2 separate regions of the Callithrix jacchus genome follow, and region 2 is linked to region 1. The links are chromatin contacts, called in public Hi-C maps. All regions are on one chromosome and are shown on one strand. Each heading gives the region's core, a stretch centred on a gene start, on an enhancer-like site or on the middle of the called end of the contact. The rest is flanking DNA. Distances are from core to core; before and after follow the strand shown.

The links. A called contact is a pair of places that touch in the nucleus more often than the background predicts.
Region 2: a Hi-C map of skeletal muscle shows a contact between it and region 1, with 2.2 times the contacts expected there. The contact joins two enhancer-like sites. A contact is called at or near these places in 3 of 3 Hi-C or Micro-C datasets (induced pluripotent stem cells and skeletal muscle).

What each region holds. Positions count from the first base shown.
Region 1 is chr11:32,238,965-32,246,916 of calJac240_pri, reverse strand. No RefSeq gene overlaps it. Among named protein-coding and RNA genes, the nearest start is that of NFE2L3, 300 kb to the right of the region's middle. Within about 2 kb of position 4,891, at least 4 of the 16 cell types and tissues checked have an H3K27ac peak or open chromatin away from gene starts, as enhancers often do. A contact at or near this core is called in skeletal muscle, where this site is marked.
Region 2 is chr11:32,498,521-32,506,472 of calJac240_pri, reverse strand. LOC108592841 (a long non-coding RNA gene) reads right to left here. Exons shown (of 2, transcript XR_001913136.5): 2 at 4,824-7,688. Among named protein-coding and RNA genes, the nearest start is that of NPVF, 340 kb to the left of the region's middle. Within about 2 kb of position 3,717, at least 1 of the 16 cell types and tissues checked has an H3K27ac peak or open chromatin away from gene starts, as enhancers often do. A contact at or near this core is called in skeletal muscle, where this site is marked.

The sequences.
Region 1 (7,952 bases), core at 3,642-6,141:
AAATATCTTTAGAAAAGTTGCTTTTTACCCTCAGGTCATAATCCAATTGTGTCAATGTGGTAATCAAACATCTGAATTGACTGGGTGGGGAAAACGGAGATTCTTTTCTAAGTTATTTTCTTGAAAAACTAAGCTTAAGAGTAGAAGGGGACCTGGTTGCCCAGAGTTGAGTTGCCTACAATCATGGAAGGAAGGCCGCCAATATGAGGGATGAGGATGGTCACACCGTAGGGTGACTTTTCCATAAAATAACTTTTTGTTCTTGTCACATTTAGTGAGCTTGTTGCAACGCCCACCCTACCAAAAGTCACTGATTTTCCATAAACCATGGTTCAGTCATGTGATATATCATCCAGATGCTCAAAATCATTCTTTTTTTTTTTTTTTTTTTTTTTTTTTTGAGACGGAGTTTCGCTCTTGTTACCCAGGCTGAAGTGCAATGGCACGATCTCGGCTCACCGCAACCTCTGCCTCCTGGGTTCAGGCAATTCTCCTGCCTCAGCCTCCTGAGTAACTGGGATTACAGGCACGCGCCACCATGCCCAGCTAATTTTTTGTATTTTAGTAGAGACAGGGTTTCACCATGTTGACCAGGTTGGTCTCGATCTCTCGACCTCGTGATCCACCCGCCTCGGCCTCCGAAAGTGCTGGGATTACAGGCTTGAGCCACCGCGCCCGGCCCTCAAAATCATTCTTATAAAGAGCTTTTAACAACAAATACAGATGCTTGTGATATAACATTAAGTGAATAAAAGCAAGATATACAAGGGCATTTGCAGTCTAATGACAACAATGAAACAATCTGCATATGCAGACAGAAATACCCCAAAACTTCAAAAGGTGATTATCTATAGGTTGTGGGATTCTAGATGATTTTTGCTCTTTTCTATACCTTGTCTTAAGTGTTCTATAATAAGTATAGATTCATTTTTATAATTCAAAATATATTTTTAAATAGAATAAAATCTCTAAAAGCCATATTTCAAAGGTCACATATTCCTTAATCATAGGCTTGAAGCCTCAGAGGTAAAATGGCACTGTTCAAAATATACACCTGCTTTAGAACCTATTTTCTTCAATCTTTCCTCTAAAACTTAAAATTTCATAGACCTTCATGGAAATGTGGGAGAAAATCTGTTAGTTACTTTGCACATGCACCTGGACTGTCTGGAACTGGTACTCTCCAGTGCAGTAGCCACTGGCCGCTGCGGCTGCAAGCATCAAAAGGTGGCTGTTCCAGACTGCAATGAGCTCTGAGAATGAAATCCACACCACTGTCGACTACACGGGAAGGGGGGAAACATGTAAAATATCTCAATAATAATTTCATACTGATTACATGTTGAAGTGATATTTTTGAGATACTGCATTAAAAAGAAAGATACTATTAAAATAATTTCACCTATTACTTTTGTTTTTAAATATGGACTCTAGAATATGTAAAATGAACTACATAGCTCACATTAGAGCTCTTTTGGATTGAAATGCTTCAGAAAAAAATTCTGCAGAAATGTGCTTCGGTTATCCATCTATCATCTTTCAGAAAGACGCAAGATCGGAATACGCAAAGATTGCTCACCCAACCCAGATCTGTGGCCCCCAGTAAGATGTATTCTCCTGCCCCTCTTCCAAGTTGTATTACACTTTTAGTGGTCAGATGATTTCAGTTATTTCCAAGCGCAGACGAATTGAGGCCAGTTTGAGGAACAGCAGTTACAGGCTGCACCTAACAATCATCTTGCCTTTCTTCAGAGGGACACAGCCCAAAGAGCTCAGGATTCTCTAACTCCCTCACATCTGCCTCTGTTCCCATGGATTCACTCACACATCTGTGTAACACTTCATTCAAAGGACACAGTCCCCATTTGAGACTGCCTCAAATATTCACAGCTCCCAAAAGGCCGTGCCAAAGAACTTTCCTCCATGTAGCTGTAGGCCAGCTCTCAAAGTGCCCTTGGTGTGTGGGGACTGAAAATTACTGCTCTTCAAAAGGGCAGGGGAAAATGAAAGGAAGGATTATATCTGCCTGAACTGCCAAACCAAACTCTGAGAAGCAGATTCTCCAGAGAGTGACTCAGGCCCACATGATGTTTGTCGGGGATGATGTTTTCACTGGAAGGTGAAGTGTGCCTTTGGCTACCTGGTCAAAGGCTACTCAACTTTTGTGGCCAGCCCACCCCACAACAAACATGTACAAGGTTTCTTGTTTCTCCCTGCTCAGAGCTGCATTCTCTCTCTGCAGCAGTCATTAGAATAAATAAAACCCTTATAATCAACATGAGAAGAAGAGGACATATTTTTGTAACACAGCAGGGGAGGAGGGTGATTTTTTAAATACCAGGGACACCACAAACGCCACAGTTATTATGTCAGGACTCATGAGGTCAAAGTGAGTTAATAATTCCTGATTATTCTCTTAAAGATGACTAACACACAGCCCAATGCTAGCAGTTTTCATATTTTAATAATCTTCCATAGAGTTCTCTAATTTATTCAACCTCGGCAGATTCCATTTCTTCATAAAAATAAAGTCCTTTTCATCACAGAGGAATAACTTCAAGTTTTTCTTCAGGGGTGATAATCCAAAATCCTGACTCTGCCTGCCATACTACTGAGCTGTCTCCATTTATCTCTCTGAAATTTTTTGGCTTACAGATTAAAGCATTAGAGAAAACGAAACTACAAACATAAAAGAACGATAAAGATCATAATTTGTTTAATTTTTACATTCTTATTATTAAGACAATTTAGGAAGCAAAATAGCACTTCATCACTTTAAAATATACCCCCAGAATCACTACACTAAAGGATATTATAAAGGGTGACATTGTAAGAATGTTTAATTGACATGGTTTGGGGGGAAGGGCTGGCAGCACACAAGGAAGAATCGAATTTGAAAGAGAATTAGGTTAATTTTAAAATGTTATCCAAGTAATTACAGTCATTATACCTCCCTGTGGCGCAGCAAAGAGCTAAAAATACCAAGCTCTCCCGCAAATTTTCCAATATATACATACTGTTAAAACATACACATGTGCACACAAACACGTACAGTGAAACCAGATTTTGGAGTTTATCGCTTGCCAAGGTTCACCCCAGAGCAAATATTTACTGCGGAGTTACAAAGTTTTCCTAAAGGAGAACCAAAATGGAAGCGTTTACAGACGCTGCAAGTACTTTATGTGCTCAGGGGCCACAAGAAAGATATAGTTTAATAAAAACATTTATGGATTTTGAAAGCAAACACAAGCCAAGAGCCTTGCACATGTGGGAAAAGATGATATTTCAGCCTAACACGTCCTCTCTTGAAGATCTTTTGGCTGTTTGCAGTGAACAAACCCCAGTTTCCTCTGGGGCCCCGCTAATCCATATTGTAAACCATTCGCAGGAAACAAATGAAAGAACAATCCGACACTGCCCTCAGAGATAGCGGCCGGGATGCGGCTCGGCTCCACACGCAGACAGAAACTTCCCAGGATAGGCAAAGGTGGCTGCTGCACGAAGAAATGGGGTTGTCTAACCTAAACCTTTGCCACCTTCCTTTTCCTATCAGGAGAATCTCTCTCTTAACTGATTTCCTCTTCCTTCTCCCACCAACTGGGCTACCTCCTACTTCACCATCGCAAACGAACCTGGTATTTGCAAAACTTGGGAAAAGACACACCAGCCTGCAGCCCACTGTTTCCATGCCTTTTGGCCCTTGCTTTCTCCCAGGACCTGAGAATCCGCTGTGTGCCTGGCCTCAGAACCAAAGTTGTGCACTTCAAGTGAGCCTCGTGCACGTTCCCCGCATTTTGCTCTGCCACTAGGTTTGGGGATGTGCCAGCCCAGTCTTCATTAGTGTTTTTGTTCCTCATTCTTTATGAACCCCGGGCTGCATCCATCTACCTTGGCGCCAATGATCAAATGAGGGATCTTGAACTCACTCTGCGCCATTTACAAATCACACAAACTGGAAAAAGGAATTCACACCGAGTTTGACAAACTTTTGGAAAGCCTTGTGGAGCTTTGTTCCTCTATCCTTGGGCTCTATCGCCCCCTGGTGGCTTCTCCGAGAGAAACGCGGCCAGGGCTCAGCTCAGAGGCTCGGGTGTCCTGCCCCGGGGGCTGGAGCTGCTCGCTGGGATGCAGTGGGGCGCACTCGGGGTGGGCAGGGAGAGGACAGGACGAACGAAAATAAACGTGGAAGAAAAGGGAACTTGGCACATTTATCCGGCAAAAAAGAGTTCAGGCTTCTCCACTTAAAACAAAAGAACATTACAGCTGTCCAAAAAATGCAGACATCCTGCAACAGCCCCCTCTTTCTACAAACTAGAGACTAAGGAACAGAGAAATGATAGGACTGGCCCAGTCGCATCATCTGGTTGCTTATGGCTAATCTCCCCACCCCTGGTCACGCTGCTTTTGGGAGATGACAGGGTTTGGGGGTCCAAGCGGCCGGGAAAGAGTGATGGGTCAGCCTTATTCTGTTGGAAGACGCAATAGGAGATTTGTGTTCCTGGCCCCAACGAACCCGTAACTGGGTAGGACTGGGTGGAGCAGCCTTCAGGCCACCCCGGCCCCTCATGAGAACGCGCCGCGGCCCCCAGACCCTGGAGCGGCCCGACCCTGCTTCCCAGGCCCCGGGCAGGCGGGTGGCCAAGACAAAAAGCAGGCCCCGCGGGCGGTGCTCCGTGTTTCGGGAGGGCGGCGGTGCGCTTGATTGATGGATTCACCGCGTTTAACCCCCGCTGCCTCGCCGGAGGCGGCCGATCCAGCTGCGGCCGCCGGCCTAGGGTGGCCACCGGCCCGGCAGCCGCTTCCCCCGCGCCCCCGCCCCGGCTCGGGAGGGCGGCCCCCCGGGAGTGGAGAAAGGCTGATTTACAGCCGGCCGGACGCACTCTTGCAAAAATCTCTGCGGCGGGGGAAACCCACTCCCAGGACTCAGCCGGGAAGAGGCCCTGAAAGGGGAGCGGAGACCGGGCGCGGAGGTGGGGGCGAGGGCGCCGAGCCTCAACTTCCCGCGTCTGCTGGAAGTTCGCTCCGAGCGCCGGCAGCAGCGTTTCCCGCCTTCTGCCCACGTTTTCGCCCAGGAGTGGGGTTTTGGGAGAGGTGGGGACCGCGGCATCCCTCGCCCCGGGACCGTTGCCCCCCGCGCCCGCCGCCCAGTGCCCCGGCCTTTGCATCCGGCGCGCCCCGCGCCCCAGCGCATCCTCCCTGTGCGCGGGGGTGCGCCACATTCCCTCCTTGGGCCCGCCTTTACTCGGGGGGGCGGGGGGGGATGCAAAAGAAACTTAGCAGCGGAGACTCGGGAGGGGAGCTGCTAGCTCCCGAGCCCTAGGCCACGCCAGGACAGCCCACAGGCCCCATTTCCATCTGTTTAAACACTTTCTGTCCCGTTTTCTTCAGGGCAGAAGACAAACAAGAGCAAGATTGCCCTTTGAAACTTTAGGTTTTCTTTTAAAAAGCTCATTCTTTCTGCTCTCCCTTCTTAACCACCTACGGGAAATAAGCTCCCCCTAAAATTCTTGCTTTACTTCTTGCAATTCTTGCTCTACGTTTGCTATTGATGCCCTCTGATCTTTTTCGAGAGGAAAAAAATGTGCAGATAGTGAAATAAAATAAGAAACGCATGGTTTCAACTTGAACCGAAGAATCCGAAGTGTTGCTTTTAAACTAAAGAGTGTTACCGCTTTTTTTGCTTAGATGTGACTGGGCAGGATGAGTTTTCCTACAGCCTGCGAAGTTGGTCAAGGGAAACCAGGGCTGGTGAAATGTGCAGATTCTTGCCCTGCAGAAGGGATCTAGCGCTGGCCTAGAAAATTCCCCCAGTTAGGATGTCAGAGGAAGATATAAGTAAACGTCTACACCCTAATCATTAGTTTCTGACTAAGCAAACGTCCACCAACAGACCACAAAGCAACAGACCCAACAAATCCGCCTTCTTGTAAAATGAGGGCTTAATGACTGTATTCTGAAAGATGTTTTAAAGTAGACTTATTTTTAAAGGCTGAATGCAATTTTAAAATGCATAATTATAGGGTAGAATTAATCAAAAGTGAGTGTGCAATTCTGCTTGTATAAATGGGCGAAGAAATCATGAAGTTTCCCAGCTAGAGTGCTGTCGACCTGTAAAATGTAAAAATGTGCCTGTAAAGCTGTAAAACTTCTCACTTGAGTCCAGTATTTTCTTCTTTCCTCCCTTCTCCCCTCTGCAAATACCATAGTTCTTATTCTGGCCTTGATGTGGGGACAGCACGAACCCTTCTTCTCTTCCTGATAAACGCAAACGGAAAAGCAGACATAAAAGGAAAGGCAGATGAGAAGTGGAGGTCTCCACTTTCCAGGGTTCGACTCTCAAATCCCCCACTGAGGTTGGCAAAACAAAGATGCTGCCCCCTACTGCAGTGGCTTGTGAGTGGAAAGAAAGTCTTGTCTATCTATCATAGGGACCCCAAAATGAATTCCTAAAAAGCAACGCTGCTCTAACAGCAACTCGATCGGAAAGCAGAGATGCAACCTCGGCCCTGTGGCTCTGGCCAGGCTCTCTTCCCAGTAAGAACGCTCGCTGGGAAACAGTTTCCCCCTCGATTTCGGTTTAATTCCTAAGAAGTTCGCCGGCCGGGCAAACAGCACGCTCAGAAACGCAGCGGCCCCTTACCCTTATCTTTTTAAAGAGTGCTTAAGGTGCGCACCTCGCTTAAGGAAATATTTTTGCTAACACTTTCACTGGATGAGTATTTTACTCGCAAACTTTCCTAGGCAAAATCTCCAGAGGAAGTTTCACATTAAAGCAACAACCAACAAAGCTTATTTTTGTAATATGTGGCTTCTTAAAAGTGCCAGTATGTTCTCACTTCATTTGGTTATAAAATATAAAAGTGTTTGGTTTTCAATATTTCTAAATTACTTACAGGGTACAAGGTAGGGGTGGAGATGGCGAGAAGGGGATTCTTATGCCATCTGGCGGTGGCATGTGGAACTTCGCTGAATAAGCTAAATTTACTGACCATCTGTGCCTAGAGCGGGTTTCTCCAGGGAAAGGCTCTGTAAATCTCGTCCTTTTGAAATCCAACGGAAAACAGCCTCCTTCACTGAGGATTAATTTAAAGAAAGCCATTCCCTCTGTTGGCGGGAAACAGGGAAATTCTGTACCTTGAAAGTCTATTTAGATTTCTAGGTGAACCATCATATATGTCCACTACATAATTCTTACTTTTTTTACTTTTTAAAAAAGGATAATTTATATTCCAGTGACAAGTTTGGGAAAGGCCAAGGCAAGCAATAGCGTTGAACATTACGTAGCGTTTACTTAGACCTTGCAGACATCTGTGCAATATCCACCACTGAACACGTGGGGTCGTACTCAAGTCTCTCTGGCCCCTGGTAATATGACTCCCTTCCTTTATTTGCATGAATCGCTTGGATTGGGTGTCAGGTTTTTAAAACGTCAATGTTTACGTCAAATTGTTGTCAACCAATCAGCATTCTACTTTGGCGTGATTGGTTTCTACTGTAGGTGTCAATCATCCAAAATTTGCATACTACTCCGCAGGCCGCCAGGAGCTTGTCAGTCGGCTGTGGCAGCTGGAAGAGAAGGAATCGGACGGAGAAAAATGAAAAATCACTTTGCTTTAGCAAAGCTAAAGAAAAGTATTATTTTCCTCATTATTTTTAAATAAATTTAAATGTATATTTACCTAATAAAATAAGGATATTCAATTAAATAAAAATAAGCAACTATCAAATATTTGTTTACTAATATTCGTAATGTTTGCTGTTTCAATAAGTAGTCAAAGAAATAATAGAACACAAAAATATGAATGCTAATAATTTTATGTCATAAATGATCATTTTAAAACTAAAAGTAAACATGGGGCTTCTAAATAAAATTACCGTGGTAGCGTAAAAACACCGCTTTCAATACTTGGTCATGCTGAAAGAGCTACATCATAAGATTTTTTTAAAAATAC
Region 2 (7,952 bases), core at 2,468-4,967, 260 kb before region 1:
GTCGGTACCCCTAGATATCTCTGCATGTACTTAGCCATAGTGCTTTTGTTCCGCATTAAGTAGGGATGCTGTGTGGCTGAAGATATTCCTAAAAGACAGGAGCCTTCATATTCAAGACAAGCATGTTACAGACAGATTTCCAAGGTACTTCAACTGACTAATCAATTCGATCAGTTTGGGAACGGAACAATCACGAGTTGTCTTGGCATTGTGCCCATGAAGTTTTAGCCAGAGTCAGTTGACTTCTGTGAATCTTTCATTCCAGCTGCTTGGCCCTAGTATGCAAACCAGTTGGTAGATGTTTTTTACTTTTCTCTCATTAAAAAAAAATACTTTATTTTCCTTCTATTTTTTGGTAAATTCTACCTGAAAAAGTCTAAGCTTGATATTAAACTATTTTACCAATTATCCTTATGGTAATGTCAAACGTGGTGTGCCCTAATTTAAGTATTAACAATAAAAATAATTACATTTGCTCTGAAATAATAACAGCATATACCTGTCATGCTTCCTAGGCTATAATTTTTTATTTGTGTTTCTTTGCATGTGGTTTCCAATAAATTCATTTTCAATAATAAAATTCTCAAAATCATATTGTCATTTTTGTTGTGTTGTCACTTGGGAAACTTGAACAATCTCCTTTAGGACAGATGTGGCTGAGTGCCTCATACTTGAACAAGGGCTATCTTTTCATCAAGTGACCACTGGGTTGCAATTAATAGAAACTAGATAAAAAGCAAAATGTACTTTACCAAGAAAGTGTTTTAAAAATAGAAACCAGAGCAAAAAACATTTGCCAATGAACCAGAAAGTTCTTACCCAAAGCATTCTAACTCATCCAATTCCAGGCTTCTATTTATTCATTTACTCAATCCAGTAAGATGTACTGAGCATCATGATCCACCAATTACTGGGGACACAGAGATGGGGTATGCATTAATGTGTTCTCACATTGCTATAAAGAAATGCCCGAGACTAGGTAATTTGTAAAGGAAAGAGGTTTACGTGGTTCATGGTTCCACAGGCTGTACAGGAGGCATGGCTTGGAAAGCATCAGGAAACTTACAATCATGGTGGAAGGCAAAGAGGAAGTAGGCACATCTTACATGGCCAGGGCAGGAGGAAGAAATGAACTAGATCTTTTAAAAAAACAGAAGAGAACCAGATGTTTTAAAGAACCAGATCTCATGGGAACTCACTATCACAAGAACAGCAAGGGGGAAATCTGCCCTCTTGAGCTGATCACCTTCCATCAGGCCCCTCCTCCAACACTGAGGCTTACAATTTAACATGAGATTTTGGCAGGGGCACGGACCCAAAGCATATCAGGGTGCTGGTATCTTTGCCTTCAAGGAGCCTCATCTTCCCTCCCTTGGTACTCCTTCCTTCAGAGTGTCTCTCTTCATGTCCTATTGCTTAAAAATAATGCAAAAGACAGGAGTGGGTTAAGGAGAAGTTATAAAATGGTCATTCACTCTTACTTTTTTTTTTATTTTTGAGAGAAGGTATCTCTCCGTCACCCAGGCTGGAGTGCAGTGGCATAATCTCAGCTCTCTGCAGCCTCCCCCTTTCAGGTTCAAGCGATTCTCCTGCCTCAGCCTTCCAAGTAGCTGGAACCACCATGCCCAGCTAATTTTTGTATTTTTAGTAGAGACAGGGTTTCACCATGTTGGCCAGGCTGGCCTCGAACTCCTGGCCTCAGGAGATCTGACTGCCCTGGCCTCCCAAAGTGCTGGCATTACAGACTTGAGTCACCACACCTGGCCTTAAATTTCTTAAATATTAACTTTGAACACTGGAATTGTGGGCTTTGTTAAAATGAGTACTTAGGTAAATTTCTGTGGAATGCAGTACTCATTAGCTTCAAGGAAAATACAACTCAAAGTTTAAAAAACTGAATTCAGTAGGTCAGTAAGACAGACATGATTATTTCCTTTGACTGGCACTTAAGGCTCTAGCACTTAATAAATCTCCTAATATCTCTGTTATCATCAGGCCTTTGTCCTGCTCAGCTGCAGGCGCAGTGGTTCTCCAACATGGCGCTCACCCTCGCTATCACCTGGAGGACTGGTGAAAGTCCCCATGGCTGGGGCTCATCTCCTGAGTTCCTGATTTCTTAGGTCTTGGCTGGGACCTGAGAGTCTGCATTTCTAACAAGTTTCCAAGTGATGCTGCTGGTCTAGGGACCACACTTTGAGAACCATTGATCTAAACAAATGTCACTCCAAGGGCCACGTGCAGATGTGAACTAATTGTTACTGATCTGCAACAAGGTAAGCACGGAAATTGAAAGTATAAATTTGAATGTTTTATAATTTCACACTTTTATGGCTTCTTAGTGCATGATCAGTGCACACACATCATTAAATAGGGGATAGATGAGTTCAGAGTTGTCACATTTGCATCATGAGGCATATGTGGGGCAAGGTGCTGCGGGAGCCCACATTTCATTCTATGGCAGATTGAAAACATAAAACACTGGTCATTTACCATGCATAGCTTGAGAACCACCACTTCCTAAACCATCATACTATATTGCCTCATTATTTAAAAAACAAATAAATGGCTAACACACAAATGAGTCAGGTTCATTTTTTTCTCATATTGTATGGGAGAAGTAGGAAGAGGAATGGGCCAGACCTTGGCCTGGCACCCACTTCCTCAGGAGGCCCAGGGGAAATGGACAGGGCTGAAAAGACTGGCTCCAAGTGTGACACTACACTCATTCTGGGGGCAGGTCTGAACGGAGAAATTGACCAGTCAGAATTAGGATGCCCATTCCTGCTTGAGGACTGAACTGAGTAACCACGAAGGTTGGATGCTTCCCAGTGAGGTCAACATGTATCCCTCAATTACAGGCAGTCAAGGTGGCTTGAAATCCAATACAGAAGATTCTCAATTGCCACAAGTTACCTAAACCTGAGGTCTGGGAAACTGACTTACAGCCTGGTCTTGAGCATGACTGTGCCTGCAGATGGAGACCAAAAGCAGCCCTGGCCATATCACACCTGGTAAGGCAGGCTCAGGAAAAGGGAGGGTTAGAAATAATCTCTTGATCTCAGCTACTTAGGCTGGCATTTTCTTTTATATCTTTAAACAGTTTTATTAAAATTCCCAATGATCCGATTCCTAATTATGAGGATTCAGCTGTTCTCCACCATCAATTGTAGGGTTCTCTTGAGCTGACTAGAAGGATAGCCATGTGAATGAGGCCTTCTCTGATTTTAAAGCTCGATGAATGTGCTCCAAATGGACTTTGCTAACTGTCTTTCCTAATGGATCTCCTGATAGCTCTACAGTTTTACTAGCAGCGATTTATTTTTTAATATTTTGCACTTCAAGCTCTGATAAATTCAGTGTTCCTTCTAAGCACTTGTACAAATTAGACTGCAGTCAGAGGAGTTCAGCATTTTTACATGTTCAATACACCAAGACCTGAAAAGCAGCTCATAGCTGTCTGCTTACTTCTCTGGTCCTCACTGAAGTCTGCTCTGCTCCACAGCCTTCCTTGGTTGGAGTCATCCCAAGAAGAGGTTTTCATTACTTCACATCTAGAAATAGACTTCAGCTTGCTCTAATGATCTCCAGTCACCAGTTTGAAGAGTGCCCTTAAATGTCCACTAGTTGCTTCTGGAACTTCATTCTTGCAGCCAAAGAACAAACTGCCCCCAAAGTGCTGCAGACTGGCTGACACACAGCAGTGCTACTGCCTGCTGATAAACATGTGAGTTTTAAGACCATCAGCAAGGAAACTGGAAAGCAGTGGGACATGAGGCTTCCCACTGGGGTCAAACTTGGGTTTGAATCTTGCTGTGTCATTTAGAATGCTTTTGATTGCAAGTAACAGAAAAACAAGTGAAACAGGTTTAACACCAAAACTTAGTGGCTGATATTGGAGCAGAGGAGGAGCACACTTCCAGGTTGGTTGGTCCAATAGCCAGTGGCTGCTTTACTCTCCACTCAGCTGTTTCAACTCCATCCTCAGACTGATTTCCCAATTCCCCTCAGGGCTACAGGCCGGCTCCAGCAACAAGTAAGGCTAACTGCTTACTCATTAAGGGCCAGCCGGATAAAGAGACGGACAACTGCTCTCCACCAGTTGTCACACTGCCAATTGGATTGACCACGGGAATGTCCTGCACTGATTAGCTAAGGTCTGGTTTATCTGAGCCATCCAACGAAACCAAAAGAAATAGGATTACCACAATTGTTTTAAATCAATCACAGTCACTCGATGGAGTTGAGGATGGAGCTAATCACACCAAACCAGAAGGAAGTGCACCTGGGGAAGAAGAAATGGCTACTGGGGAAACAAACATGACATTCATGATACTGGCTCCGCTGTTTGTGTTCTCTTAGCCTAATCTTTTAACATCTCTAAACCTCAGTTTTCTCATTAGTAAAACAAGATCGCCTCAGTATCGATCTTCCTGGCTGTCATAGAGATTAGGAAAAACATAGGATCATAAAGAGCTTTGCACTGGGCCTGGCACACTGTAAGGGCTCAATAAAAATTATGAGGGAGAAGATAAGTGAAGGGAGGTGCCCATTGCATTTAAACATGATACTCTTTACAAGGCTTATTTCAAGTGTCTTTTTCCTTAGCTTATGCATGTTCAGTGGCCATAAATGAACAACAAAGACTCTGTTCAAAAACACCATTTATAAAATGACTCATCAGGACATCATTTAAGTGAAGAAACTCAATCTAGGCTTTTCTAACACATGCAAAGAATATCTCTGAGTAGTGAGTTTAATACTACTACTAATAATAATGTTAAAACCCAAAAGATGAAATAAAGAAAATGAAGATAGAAGAGAGAAGTAGTTACAATTTATTGAGCATTCAGAGGTGTTATACAAAGCACTGTACAGGCATTGCGAGCCCTTGACATTAATTTTATTATGTCTCCGCCTTCCATTGTAGGGTCCTCTTGAGCTGGCTACAAGGACAACCATGCATATGAGAAACACATTTACAGAAGTTGAAGAGTTTGCCCAAAGTCAATAGCCATTAAATGAGAAAACCTGGATTTGAACCCAAATTAATATGACTCCAAAGTTTATTTCATGTTCTCTATACCAAAACCATTTGTAAGGGAGGGTACCCCATTCATTCATGTGTTTGTTCATTCATTCACTCACTTGAGCTCTCAACAGCTGGTCCCAGAGCCCCTGCCCCAGGTCAGACACTACTTGATGTTCGGAGAAAGGAAGATGAATAGGACACAAAGGTACTTTCAAGATCTCCACAGTGTCTACATCCTGGGACACCTGGCTTGTTTTTAGGAGTTCCCCAGGGCGAGCTGTGAGGGGCAGGGTTTTGTGCTCTTTTCTCAGTCAAATGAGAAGCGTTGGATCACTGAGGGTAATGGAGGCTGGCGGGGGGCTGCTCTCCCCGACTTCCCTCCACCATCTGCTTTTCCCAATGAGACAGTTTAATCTTGTGATATCTCAGGGTGAAAGCATTGGGACCTCAGAGGTCACCTTAACTCTCCATAATCCTGCTCCAAAAAAATAATTGTTTCAAAGGGAAATGGAGTGACCAGTCAGATTCCTCTATTTTGGAATCTGGACTAGACAACGTGAATGGGTCTCAATGTTTATACTGTCAATTCTGTTCAATTCATGCAGCTGTGCCAGGGTGGCTTGTGTGCTGCACATAGGGCTAGGTGCCAGGGATGCATTAATATGTCAGCATCACAGTGCCCCCGACCTGGGTACACAGGCTGGCAGAACAGACAAGCAGATAGAGAATATGGCATATATTCTAATAGATCCCTGCCTAGTATGCTTCAACGTGGCTGAATAAGTTGCTAAGATTTGTGTTACATTTTGGAAAATAAGTCCAGACTGGTTGGTAAATGCCCTCCTGCCTGCCCATGATCCATCCATCCACCTGCCCCCTGGATCCATCTTCTACCCTTCCTGCCCTGACCCTTTCTCCAGTATCACTCTCCTCCTGCTATGCACCCACTTGCCCATGACCCAAAAACTGAATCTTTTAAATCCCTCCCCAGAACCACAATAGCCATCTGTTTTGATGGGTCCACATCTGTGCCAGAACAGTAGTTAAATACTAAAATGTCACCCCTGAATAAAGACACATACCACAGGCTTCCTGGGAGTCCAGGAATGGGGAGAAAAAGTTGGGACCAACCAAAAGGGAAACTGCCTCTGAGAACACATACTGGTGGAACATTTTTGCTTCCTTGGATCTCTGACCACGCTTCAATTATGGTCCCAGCACTTCTCAAAGCTCCTCTCCCTTTTCTCCCATCCTGCAGCCATCCTGCTCTGAGGCTCAAGGCAGCTGCTTACTGCTGAAGTCAATCAAAAGGCGACAAGATGCGTCTCAAGCATGGGGCTCCCAGAAGTGGGGGCGTGCCTCCAGGGAATAAGCTTCTGTGTGCACTTTGGTTTTGGTTTTTGTAGAAAATAAAGGACAAGCAAGAGGCTGGGTTCCTTTTAATTGATGATGGAAACTCTAACCCTTAGGATGCTTTTGTCTGCAAGTTAAAAAACAGAAAGATTCAAATGACTTACCAGAAGGGAAAATTCAAAACAAGAGTAGTGTGGATCCCAGGCTTGATTCAACTTGTGTCCAGGTGACCTCAACAGGGTTCCATGTTTCTCCCATGTCTGTGCTTTGCCCCTCTCAGCTTAACTTCAGACTCAGTCAGGGCCCCTTATTGTTGCAAGATGGTGGGCGGTATACAAAATCTAAAAAGCTGTATTTTTCTGGTATTTCTGTCCTTAGAAAGAGGAAACCTTTCCCAGATGTTCCCAGTTGGTGTGCTGGTCTATCTCATAGTCAGAAAGGGGTCACATGTTCACCCCTGATTAATGGCCCATGAAGGGATTGCAGCAATAATTGCTGGCTTTTAAAATCAAGATTCTCCCTTAGAGTTGGAATAGGAATCTCTCTCCAAGTTTCACGGGGATCTGCTAGCAAATGAATGTCATGGGCAACCAGTAATTGATGCTACTAGAACCTACTGGAAAGAAAAAGGCCGAATTAAAGCAGATGGTGTTGGTGAACAAGGTGGAGTGCATGAGAGTGTCTCACTAGCGACTAGAGGTTAGAAGCAAAGGGCTTTGGGGTAAGGAAACCTAATTTAGAGTGATAGTATTACCTGGGCCATTGTTGCAGTTATTTATTACTATATAACAAGCACCCAAACTTTGGTAGCTTAAAACAACTATCTATTATTGCTCACTGTTCAGCAATCAGTTTGATGATTCTTCCAATCTGGGCCAGGCTCAACTGAGTTCACCTGGATTCTCTCCTATGTCTTCAGGAGGCTGCTTGGTCTAGGACAGTCTCTGCTAGAATGGCTTATTGGCTCCATGTGGTCTCTCATCCTCCAACAGGCTAGTCCAGGCTTGTACATCTGGCAGCCCAGCAGTTTCCAAGAGAAAAAGCAGAAGAGTAGGAGGTCTCTTGAGACCTAGGCTCAGACCTAGGACACTGTCAGCAAAGCCTGGTTCTCTTGTCCAAACGGAAACCATAAGAACAGTCAAAAGCTGTGAAGTCACATTGTAGAGTGTGGATTCCAGGAATAACGAAGAATTATAACCACTTTGCAATCAATCTACCGCAGTGATATTTGAAAGACCTTTCTCTTCTTTGTACCACAGTTTCATCACTTTTCATATGGCTCGAATAAAGGTATCCACCTCAAAGTCTTGAGAATTAAATAAGAAAACACATATAAAGTACTTAACATAGTGTTGGGCTCGTAGTAAGCATTAAAAAAGTATTAAAGTATTAGCTCTCATTATGTTTGCGTATTGATGATCACAACGCTAGTTTATATTAATGCTTATGATGATACCGAGTTTCTGTCCGCTGGATTTTAACTCCCTTTAGGATATACATCTAGTGAAACTGTGTCCAAAAAAGTCTAGCCTTTGTGGAAACACTTGTTGGCAGAGCAGAAGGCTACTGA